3 separate regions of the Sus scrofa genome follow, and all the other regions are linked to region 3. A link is a contact called in public Hi-C data. All regions are on one chromosome and are shown on one strand. The core of a region is the stretch at or near the end of the contact, and the rest is flanking DNA. Distances in the headings are between cores, read along the strand shown.

What was found. A called contact is a pair of places that touch in the nucleus more often than the background predicts.
Region 1: a Hi-C map of omental adipose tissue shows a contact between it and region 3, with 1.6 times the contacts expected there. The contact joins the enhancer-like site here to the promoter of VPS13A in region 3. A contact is called at or near these places in 1 of 5 promoter capture datasets (fetal skeletal muscle), 9 of 47 Hi-C or Micro-C datasets (embryonic fibroblasts, epiblast stem cells, fetal heart ventricle and 5 more) and 1 of 2 datasets of contacts at active chromatin or transcription factors (alveolar macrophages).
Region 2: a Hi-C map of brain shows a contact between it and region 3, with 5 times the contacts expected there. The contact joins the promoter of GNAQ here to the promoter of VPS13A in region 3. A contact is called at or near these places in 1 of 5 promoter capture datasets (liver), 10 of 47 Hi-C or Micro-C datasets (alveolar macrophages, brain, embryonic fibroblasts and 6 more) and 1 of 2 datasets of contacts at active chromatin or transcription factors (skeletal muscle).

The regions. Positions count from the first base shown.
Region 1 is chr1:230,641,457-230,644,367 of Sscrofa11.1, forward strand. The region is part of intron 5 of GNAQ (G protein subunit alpha q); the gene reads right to left. Among named protein-coding and RNA genes, the nearest start is that of GNA14, 98 kb to the left of the region's middle. Within about 2 kb of position 1,400, at least 8 of the 83 cell types and tissues checked have an H3K27ac peak or open chromatin away from gene starts, as enhancers often do. A contact at or near this core is called in omental adipose tissue and subcutaneous adipose tissue, where this site is marked.
Region 2 is chr1:230,905,697-230,908,396 of Sscrofa11.1, forward strand. GNAQ (G protein subunit alpha q) reads right to left here and starts at 1,292. Exons shown (of 7, transcript NM_001038623.1): 1 at 1,141-1,292. The coding sequence starts at 1,276.
Region 3 is chr1:230,067,739-230,070,775 of Sscrofa11.1, forward strand. VPS13A (vacuolar protein sorting-associated protein 13A) reads left to right here and starts at 1,601. Exons shown (of 73, transcript XM_021065108.1): 1 at 1,601-1,908. The coding sequence starts at 1,809.

The DNA.
Region 1 (2,911 bases), core at 150-2,649, 570 kb after region 3:
TAGAATAATAATGACTTCAAGAAGCTGATATCAGCTATGCAGTGGGAGAAAACATATGGCAAGTCATGTATCATATAGTTTAATATTTAGACCATATAAATAACCCTTAAAGTTCATCAATAACAGAAAGCTGATTCAAAGGTTCATTATCTATGAAGAAAAGACATTTCTTCATAGATAATGTGCAAATGACCATTAGGGAAATCAAAATCACAGTGAGATACCACTTTATATCTATTGAGAATGCTATTTTAAAAAAACAAAACAAAATAAAAAATACTAAGTGTTCAGCAAGAATGCAGTGAAATTTTAACTTTAATACATTGCTGGTGGGAATATAAAATGGTATAGCCACTATGAAAAACAATATGGTGGTTTCTCCAAAAATTAAAAATAGAATTACTTTATACTCCAGCAATTCTACTTGTGGGTAGAAGAAAGAAATGAAAGCAGGAACCTGAAAAAAATACTTATATACCCATTTTATAGCAGTAATATCCAAACAGTCACAAGGTAGAAACAACCCATAAATATCCATTAATGGATGAATGGATAAACAAAATGCTATATATGCATACAATGAAATATTCTGCCTCAAAAAGGAAGGAAACTGTGACTTATACATGGATGAATCTTGAAGACACGATGCTAAGCAAAATAAAGTCAGTCAAAAAGGATGAATACCACATGGTTCCACTTATGAAATACCTGGAGAGTAGTCAAATTCCTAGAGACAGAAAGTAGAATGGTGGCTGTTAGGGGGTGGGGAAAGGGGAAGTGGAGATTTAATGCTTAATGGGTTTAGTTTCAGTTTGCAAAGATGAAAAATTCTGAGATGGATGGTGGTGATGGCTGCATTACAACGTGAATGTTTTTGATACCACTGAACTGTACACCTTAAAAATGGTAAATTTATGTATTATTCACTACAGTAAAAAAAAAAAAAAAATTGGCACACTGTGAGGCAGAGAATAAAATCTGTAGAGAAGAAAAATTCTTCTTTGTTTCCTTAAAGCTTTTAAGCTTTCCTTAGTTCTTTTTCAGTGGTTTAGAGTTTGTATATAACACATCATTAACTCACAACATATATGGAAAGTGTGAATTGTTCTTGATAACTGTTGAAACACTTTCAAATAAGGAAGGTATACTTTTAAGAATCTGGGAGAAAGAAAATAAACACCATTGTCCCTTGTGATTTTTGACTACTAAATAATGCACATTTGATGAGATTTCTGGGTGTCCCTGACTTTGAGTCTGATCCAGAAGGGAGAGGTGCTGAACATGCACAAAATGCTCACTCCCTTCCAGGCTGGGCTTATTGCCATGAGGCCACCAGACAATGGTGTTCAGATGCCTGGTTATGCAGTTTCGTGGCCACTGCCTGCCCCAGCAGCGGTGTAAAGTGCTAACAGCTGGAGTCGCCTTTGCTGGAAGGATCAGCACTCCTTAAAGCGTGATGGCCTCTGAGTGAATACCCTTTGCTCCTGTTTGCAACAAGGTGGCTAAATGGAGCCTTTGGGGGGGGTGACAAAGGGAATGGCTGTCTTGAACAACAACTAAGTTAACTTGAGATTTTGGTAAGCCTTTCTCTAGTGCCTTCTGAAATACTCTCTGCACTCCTGTCCTTCACAGTTCCCTATAAGATCTACCTTTGGAAAGAAATAACGGGCAAATGAGATTACCCTTATATTAAGTATCTGTTGGGGCAGACTAATGTGTAATGATTGGCATGTGGGGGCTGACACAAGCCACATGTAGGAACCTCTAACTTCGAAGTTCCTGATGTCAGTGAGCTGGCAGGGGGACGAACCAGGAGGAAGGTAGGGTGGTCTTCTGGGTTCATCCAAAGCAGAGTTTTTCAACTTCTGCACTTCTGATATTTGGGGCAGGATAATTCTTCATTCTGGAGGGCTGTTCTGTCCATTTTAGGATGTTGAGCAGAACCGTAACATTTCCCACTAGATGCCAGGGCACCCCTCCTATTGTGAGACCCAAAGATGTCTGCAGACATTGGCAAATGTTCCCTGGGGTGCAAAAGAGCCTCCCTCCAGCCCTGTTGAGAGCCACTGCGGTAAACAGACCACGTAGGTGGTCAGCTGCTCTGCCAGTATGCATCACTGGCTGTTCTTGCCAAGGAGCTTATAATCTCACTAAGAAATTCAGATGTATACTCAAACTATTAGAAAATGATACAAGTCAGGATGTAAGATTAAGTGCTCAAAAGTGAAACAACAACAGTGACTCTTGTCAGATTTCCACAAGAGTAGAATTTGATAAAATGGAATGAGGATATTAATGTCTAAAGAGAACTCTTTTAAAATGACAAAACCGCTTAAAGGAGAAGGAACACTATAGATCTCAAATTGGTCTATTTTCATAGGATCTCCTGAGCAAAACCTTTCACCTTCTTTATCCCTCTCAAGCCATCATGACGTTTAATCAAGGCTGTTAAATCTTAAAATCGTGGTTCCCCCACCCTTACCCCCATTTTCTCCTTCTGAATAAGTCCTAAATATCCTCCAAATGTAGGGAATTCACTGGGTTTTAATGCTTTGAAAATAAGGACCTGTGTTGTCCTGGAAGCCAGGGGGCAAAGCTGACGTTTGTGCCTTGAACCCCACTGGAATAGCATCCTATATTAAAAGCCCAACGAGAACACAACTGCCAAACAGCACAGAAACTGCAAACTCCCCTCCCCTGGCTCTATATCCCAGGTGGGCAGAAGGTCCACTAAGAAGACATGAGTTTCTCATCTACTGAGACTGTTATACTCTCTCCAAAGATGAACACAACTTGAAATAATTCCAACAAGAATTGCCTTTTCTTTCAGTGTAAAAGATAAACACACAGACTCTTAATAGGGCTTGTGTATTTGAGCTACAAGCATTAGCTTCTCCTCAGGATGATGCAT
Region 2 (2,700 bases), core at 42-2,541, 840 kb after region 3:
CTTCCTACCACAATAGCTCAGAGTTATGTCGCCCTGATTTGTATGTGAACGTTGATTCTGAACATTCTCTCAGAGATAATAATCAATAAAATTCCTAGACGAGAAATGGTATTTTCTTGCTAACTTAGTGTTAGGACAAAATGATGGGTTATTTTTTAGAAATTAAAGAGAAATTTTTGCTGTTCACTTCCCGTTTTCCTTCTAGCCCAGATTCCAAAGATATTAAAATCCTGTCCGTTTTAAACAAAAGGTTTCTATTTGTTTCCATGGGAGTAATTGAGAGGCTGTACTGGCTTTCAGTAGTAACTACTGTGAATTCAGGCCTACATCTGGGTTGCCTCATTAAACAAAAGATACCCGTCGCTGTCAACAACCACATCGCACAATCTCCTATATCCCCTCATCTTTATCTGAAAAGAATGGTGGAGAAACATTCCTGTCACCATAAAGAAACTCTTCTGGGTCCCTCCTTTTGGTGGTCTGGTGCACTCGTGTGACACATCTGGGCTTGCCTCCCCGCCTCCCCCCGCCCCAATACATAAGCCCCTTTCTTCGAAGAGCCAACCACTGGGCTCCCTCAACATCACTCCTTGGAGAATCCAGCCGCGAGTGTGCCCACCGTTCCACCATTCCCTCTCGACCCCCAAAGCACTGACAATGGCTGCAAACAGGCTACCCCACTGCACGCCATCCCACAACGTGCCCTGGCTCCGCTCGTCACCCTGGGGCCACACACACACAGCTCCCCAACTCCACCACCCCACCGGGCGCCAGGGCCACGACACTGGAAGTTCAATCCTTCAGCCCACCACCCCACCACCGTGCCTCTCCCCGAAGCAATCTGCTAGGTAGCAGATGCACCGCAGATAAACGCGCATCGCGAGTGCACAGCCCTCAGGGATACCAAAAGGCACACGCCAAGGCCCTGGGCAGGGCAGCCCCTACCCTTCTGCGCGCGCGCGCGGGCGTGTGCGCGCCCGCGCGAGTGCGGGAAGTGTCCGGGGGCGCGCCCGGGGAGGGCCGGAGCGAGCCGCAGGCGCCCGGGGGCGGGGGCCGCGGTCCCGGGGCCTGAGGGTGGCGGGCAGGGGGCACAGAGGCCCGGCGGGAGGGCCCGCGGCGGCCAGCCCAGGCAGTACTCACCGAGCAGCAGCAACTTGAGCTCTCGGCGGGCGTCCCGCTTGTCCCTGCGGAGCTGCCGCTCAATCTCGTCGTTGATCCTCCGGGCTTCCTTGGCCTCCTCGCTCAGGCAGCACGCCATGATGGACTCCAGAGTCATTCTTCCAAAGTGCCTCCGCTGCAGCCCCGCCGGCACCCCCTGCTCAACAAGCGCGCACACACACCCTCCCGCCCTCGCTCCCCCGAGGCAGCGGTGGCCGCCGAGCCCCCGCCGCCCGGGCGCGCGTCCTGGACGAGCTCGGGGAACCGCCGCGGGGTCCGCGGCGAGGGCCGGGGCCACCAGGTGGGCCGGGGGTGCGGCGGGAGCGTGCGGCTCGGGCTGCCGGGAGGAGCGAGGCGGGCGCGGGAGGCGGCCGCGGGCGCTGGCTCGGGGGGCGCGCTAGGGAAGGCCGCCGCGCCCGGCCTCGCTCAGACGCCCGCGCCTCCTTCCCCGGGAATGGGCGGCCCGCCTCGCCCCCCGCGCCGCCGCCGCCGCCGCCGAGGCTCCCCTAAGCCGTGCGCCCGGCGGCGAGAGCACATCCACCGGGGCGTCCCCGCAGCGAGCGGCCGCCGACGGCTCCCCACGCCTGGCGCGCCTGCTCCTCACCGCTGCCTGACACGGCTCCCGGGTGCCCTCGGCCCTGCCCGCGCCCACCGCCCGGCTCGCGCGCAAACCCGGCTAGCCGGCCCGCCCGGCCGCCGCGCGCTCCTCCGCCTCCGCCTCCGCCCCCGCCAGACGCCCACCCCCGGCCTCGATTGCCAGGCGCGGAGCTGCTGCTCAGTGCTCGCCCTCCCCCTCGCCACACACACACATTTTCTTCTTCTCTGAACTAGAGCACAGATCCGGGAGGGAGGCGGCGGCGGCGGCGGCAAGAGGAGGAGGAGGGAGGGAGTGGGCGCGGGAGGAGGGGAGCGGGAGGCGGTGCCTCCCGGCCCCTCCTGGAAGGCTTTCCTGGGCTCGCAGCCGACACGGCGCGCCTCCCAGTGCGGCTCTCGCCTCGCTCGCGCCGCTCGGCGGCTGCACCGGGCCCCTCGGACTCTGCGGGCGCCTCCCGCTCCCGCGCCCGGGGTCTGGCCCGCGGGCTCAGCGATCAAGGCAGTCCCTGGCGGGGGGGCGGGGCCGGGTCGCCGAGGCGCAGCCCGGGCCGCCGCCAACCTGCAGCTGCCGGCCGACCGCCCGGGCGTGGTAAAACGGGAATATGGCGGCCTCCGCCCGCCTTCTGCCCACCGGCCCCGGAACGCGGCGGCGGCCCCACCGGGAAGGCGCGGGACTCAGCCCAGCGAGCCCCGTGCACCGGCCGGCGCTGTGAACACCCGGCCGCACTCTGAAGGTGCCCGCGGCGCTCGCGTCCCCCGCCCGCAGATCCGCTTTGCCGGGCGGCTCTTCGCCCAGTTCACTGTTCTCTCCAGTTCCTATTTCTAAAACGCCATTTGGTTAGAAAGTATCTCGCGTCACCTCAGACCCCCAGTTCAATCACAGAAAATAAAATACATTCAATCTTGGAGTGCTACTGGAGGAAAGAAGGAATTGTCACTGGCTCTTGG
Region 3 (3,037 bases), core at 351-2,850:
GATAAGAATTCAGTTACAACATGCATTTTTTTTTTTATTTTCAACACTTTCTCAGTATTTTTTTCATTGCTCTCTTTAGCAAATAAAAGCTGATACTTCTAAAATTTCAGCAGCACACTCCCCCTTACTCAATTCCACAGGATTTTCATGGATTGTAGAAAACTAATGTGAGGTGTTTGCAAGATACTTAAAATGTATTTTTAGAGTGAGTTCTGGAAGTTTTTGTATTTAAATTTTTGGTGTTAAATTATAACAGTGGAATTTTGTAGCTACTGTATATCTGACTTATAAACAATAGAACAATAGAAAAATCCATAATTACATAAAGCTTTTCCGTTTTCTGGGCATTTTAGTTGGTATTGGTTTCTGTTATACTCTGTTGAAGTATTCGAGGTAAATTTCCAATGTCAATAGACAAATGAAAGAGAATAGGTGGGTTGGTGGGGTGGAGTCAGTCAAAAGTACCAGATTCCATCTGTTTCTGTAGAAAATTAGTTGTGTCACTTTGGACAAATCCCTAACATTGCAGCTTCATTACCTTAAAGACCAAGAGATTGAAATGTGACCTAATAAAGGCCCTTCAAATATGAAATTATATGAAAATAACTAATAAACTCATGTAAAACAAGATTTTACACGTATTTGCCAGGCATTCTACTTGCGAAAGTAAATCTTTAAACCTTAAAAAATTTCGGTGACTGCAGAAAAAGCGCTTGCATGATGAAGAAATCACAGAAACTCATCATTTGCCATGCAGAGAGAAGTTTAAACTACACCCCTACCTCTTAAATCTTTAAGAGTTTATTAATTATGGTTCTCCAAACTTCACATCCAGCGTCTCTGTGACCTCAGGCCTTTGTGACCTCAGACCAAACGCCGGGGTGGGAGTGGGTGTATTTATTTATTTAAGATCAGTCTTTCTGCCAAGGCTCAAGGGTTCAGGGTCTATGTCTTGAAGTATTTCTTGGAGGGTGCTCAGCAGTTTCCGGACTGGCTGACTCTCTAAGGGATGAAAGTCGGCTCCGTGTAAATAACTTGACCAAAAAGAGTGCGATCTCAGATGTAGGGAAAGGGGCATGGAATTACAACCCCGAGTTCACTCTTCCCTCTCTCGATTTGCAGCCAGGGAAACGCTCAAGGACCTGGAGGGCGTCCAAACACTCAGGCTGGTCGAACTCAGAAAGCAATGCCGGGGCTCTGCTGTACCTCAGAACCTGTAATAATAAGGGAGTTCTCCCTGGTACACTGGGACGCCTCCCACTTAACCGGGAAGAGGCTGGAACCCGTCCGGTTCCACTTAGTATTGCAGGACCACCCCGCCCGCAGGAGTTGTGTCTCTTCTGTTGGCGGGGGACCTTTCATGCTGGGAGTAACCTCCGCGCGCCCACCAGGTCCCTGCCCACGCGATCAGTAGTGTTGCGGAAAAGCCGGTGGGGCGGGGTCGGAAAATGTTTGGCTGCTCCTGATGCTCGCCCAGTTGCCAGGCAATGGGGGAGGAGGCGGGGCCGAGGAGAAGGCAGAGCCCAGCTGTGCCCGAAAGGGGCAAGCGTCAGAGAGGCGGCCGCGCAGGCGCGGTAGCTCTCTCCCGGCCTATCGCTCCGCCCCAAACCTGGAGCCGGAGCTGCGCATGAGTCGCGCGAGCAGGCACTTTGGCCCCTCCTAGGGCTCGCGGCGGCGTTTCGTGTCCGGCACCGGTGGCGGCAGAGTAGGAGTCGCCCCGGAGCCGATGAACTGAGCGCCTCCTGAGAGGGGCCCGAGGAAGGCAGGCTCAGGGAAAAGGAGCTCCGCGTCCACCGCGGCTGAGGAAAATGGTGTTCGAGTCGGTGGTCGTGGACGTGTTGAACCGGTTCTTGGGGGACTATGTGGTGAACCTGGACACATCCCAACTCACTCTGGGCATCTGGGGAGGTAATGAGACCGCCGCCGCCCTTCCATCTCGCCTCCCTCCCAGGCTCCAGTTGCCAGCGCCTGGCCTTGCCTTTTTGGGGCCTCGAGCCCCTCGCTCGCCGAGCGCTACCACCTGCCGCCGCTCTCGTTGGGGTCAGATTACGTAGAGCCCGGCAGCAGTTCCGGGCCTCCGTCTGCGAGTTATTTTTTTGGCCTGAGGGGAATGGGGTGTTGGGTGCGGGATGAAAAGGGCCCCTGTTTCTGGCTAAGAGGACCTGCAGTGGACTCCAAGGGTCTGGAGTTCAAATCCCGCCGAGGCGCCCTTTTCTGCCCCTGGCGGTCCAGTTTCAGCTGTGCTGGGCGAGGGTTGGCAACGAGACGCAGTTGAGCTTAGTTTGTTCCATTTTACCCCCTTGGGTCGTGACGGAGGCCCCGGGCAGCCCACGGAGTGGCTCACGCCGCCTTGCACGTGAAAGCCAGGCGTTGTGACCAAAGACGCCCTCTTCCTTCCTCGCCCAGCCTCCCGGTACGGCCGAACGGTGCCGGCTTCTGGGCTCCCCCTTCCGGCCACACCACCTGGACTCCGGGGTGGCTCGCTTGGGTTGGCTGGTAACACAGGGCGAAAACTCCTGTGCAGAGTGACTCGAGGGGTTGGTTGTGTGTTTTAAATTCACAACCTCACGCAGCAGTGTAAAGCTTTGGGGTTTTGTGGATCCCAGTGAGTTAACTGAATTTTTTAAAAAACGAGGTGCGCCGGGCAACTTCTCATACGGGGATGAACCTGTCCTTAATGTTGTTTAGATGGTGAGGGACCGGGGCTTTATTATAGCGTCCGTTGTTTTCTGGTGGTCTTTCTTATTTGGTGCTTCATTTTTAGTGCTTCCACCTGTTTGTGTATTATATACCCTTATCTATTTAAAACCCGTTAGACAACAGATTCCTCTTCTTTACAAAATGACTCTCCCAGGCTAAAGCTAGGGTTATTTTTGTGTGTGTTTGTAGTATATGTTTAAAAAATTTTTACTGTTCTTGAATATACACACACTTTCAGTCTTCTAAAGTACTTTGGTATTTTTCTTTTATGAAATAGTGTGAACAGGTAATATAGTTTGATAAAGAAAACCTGTTGTTACTGTTGTTGACAGCTAGT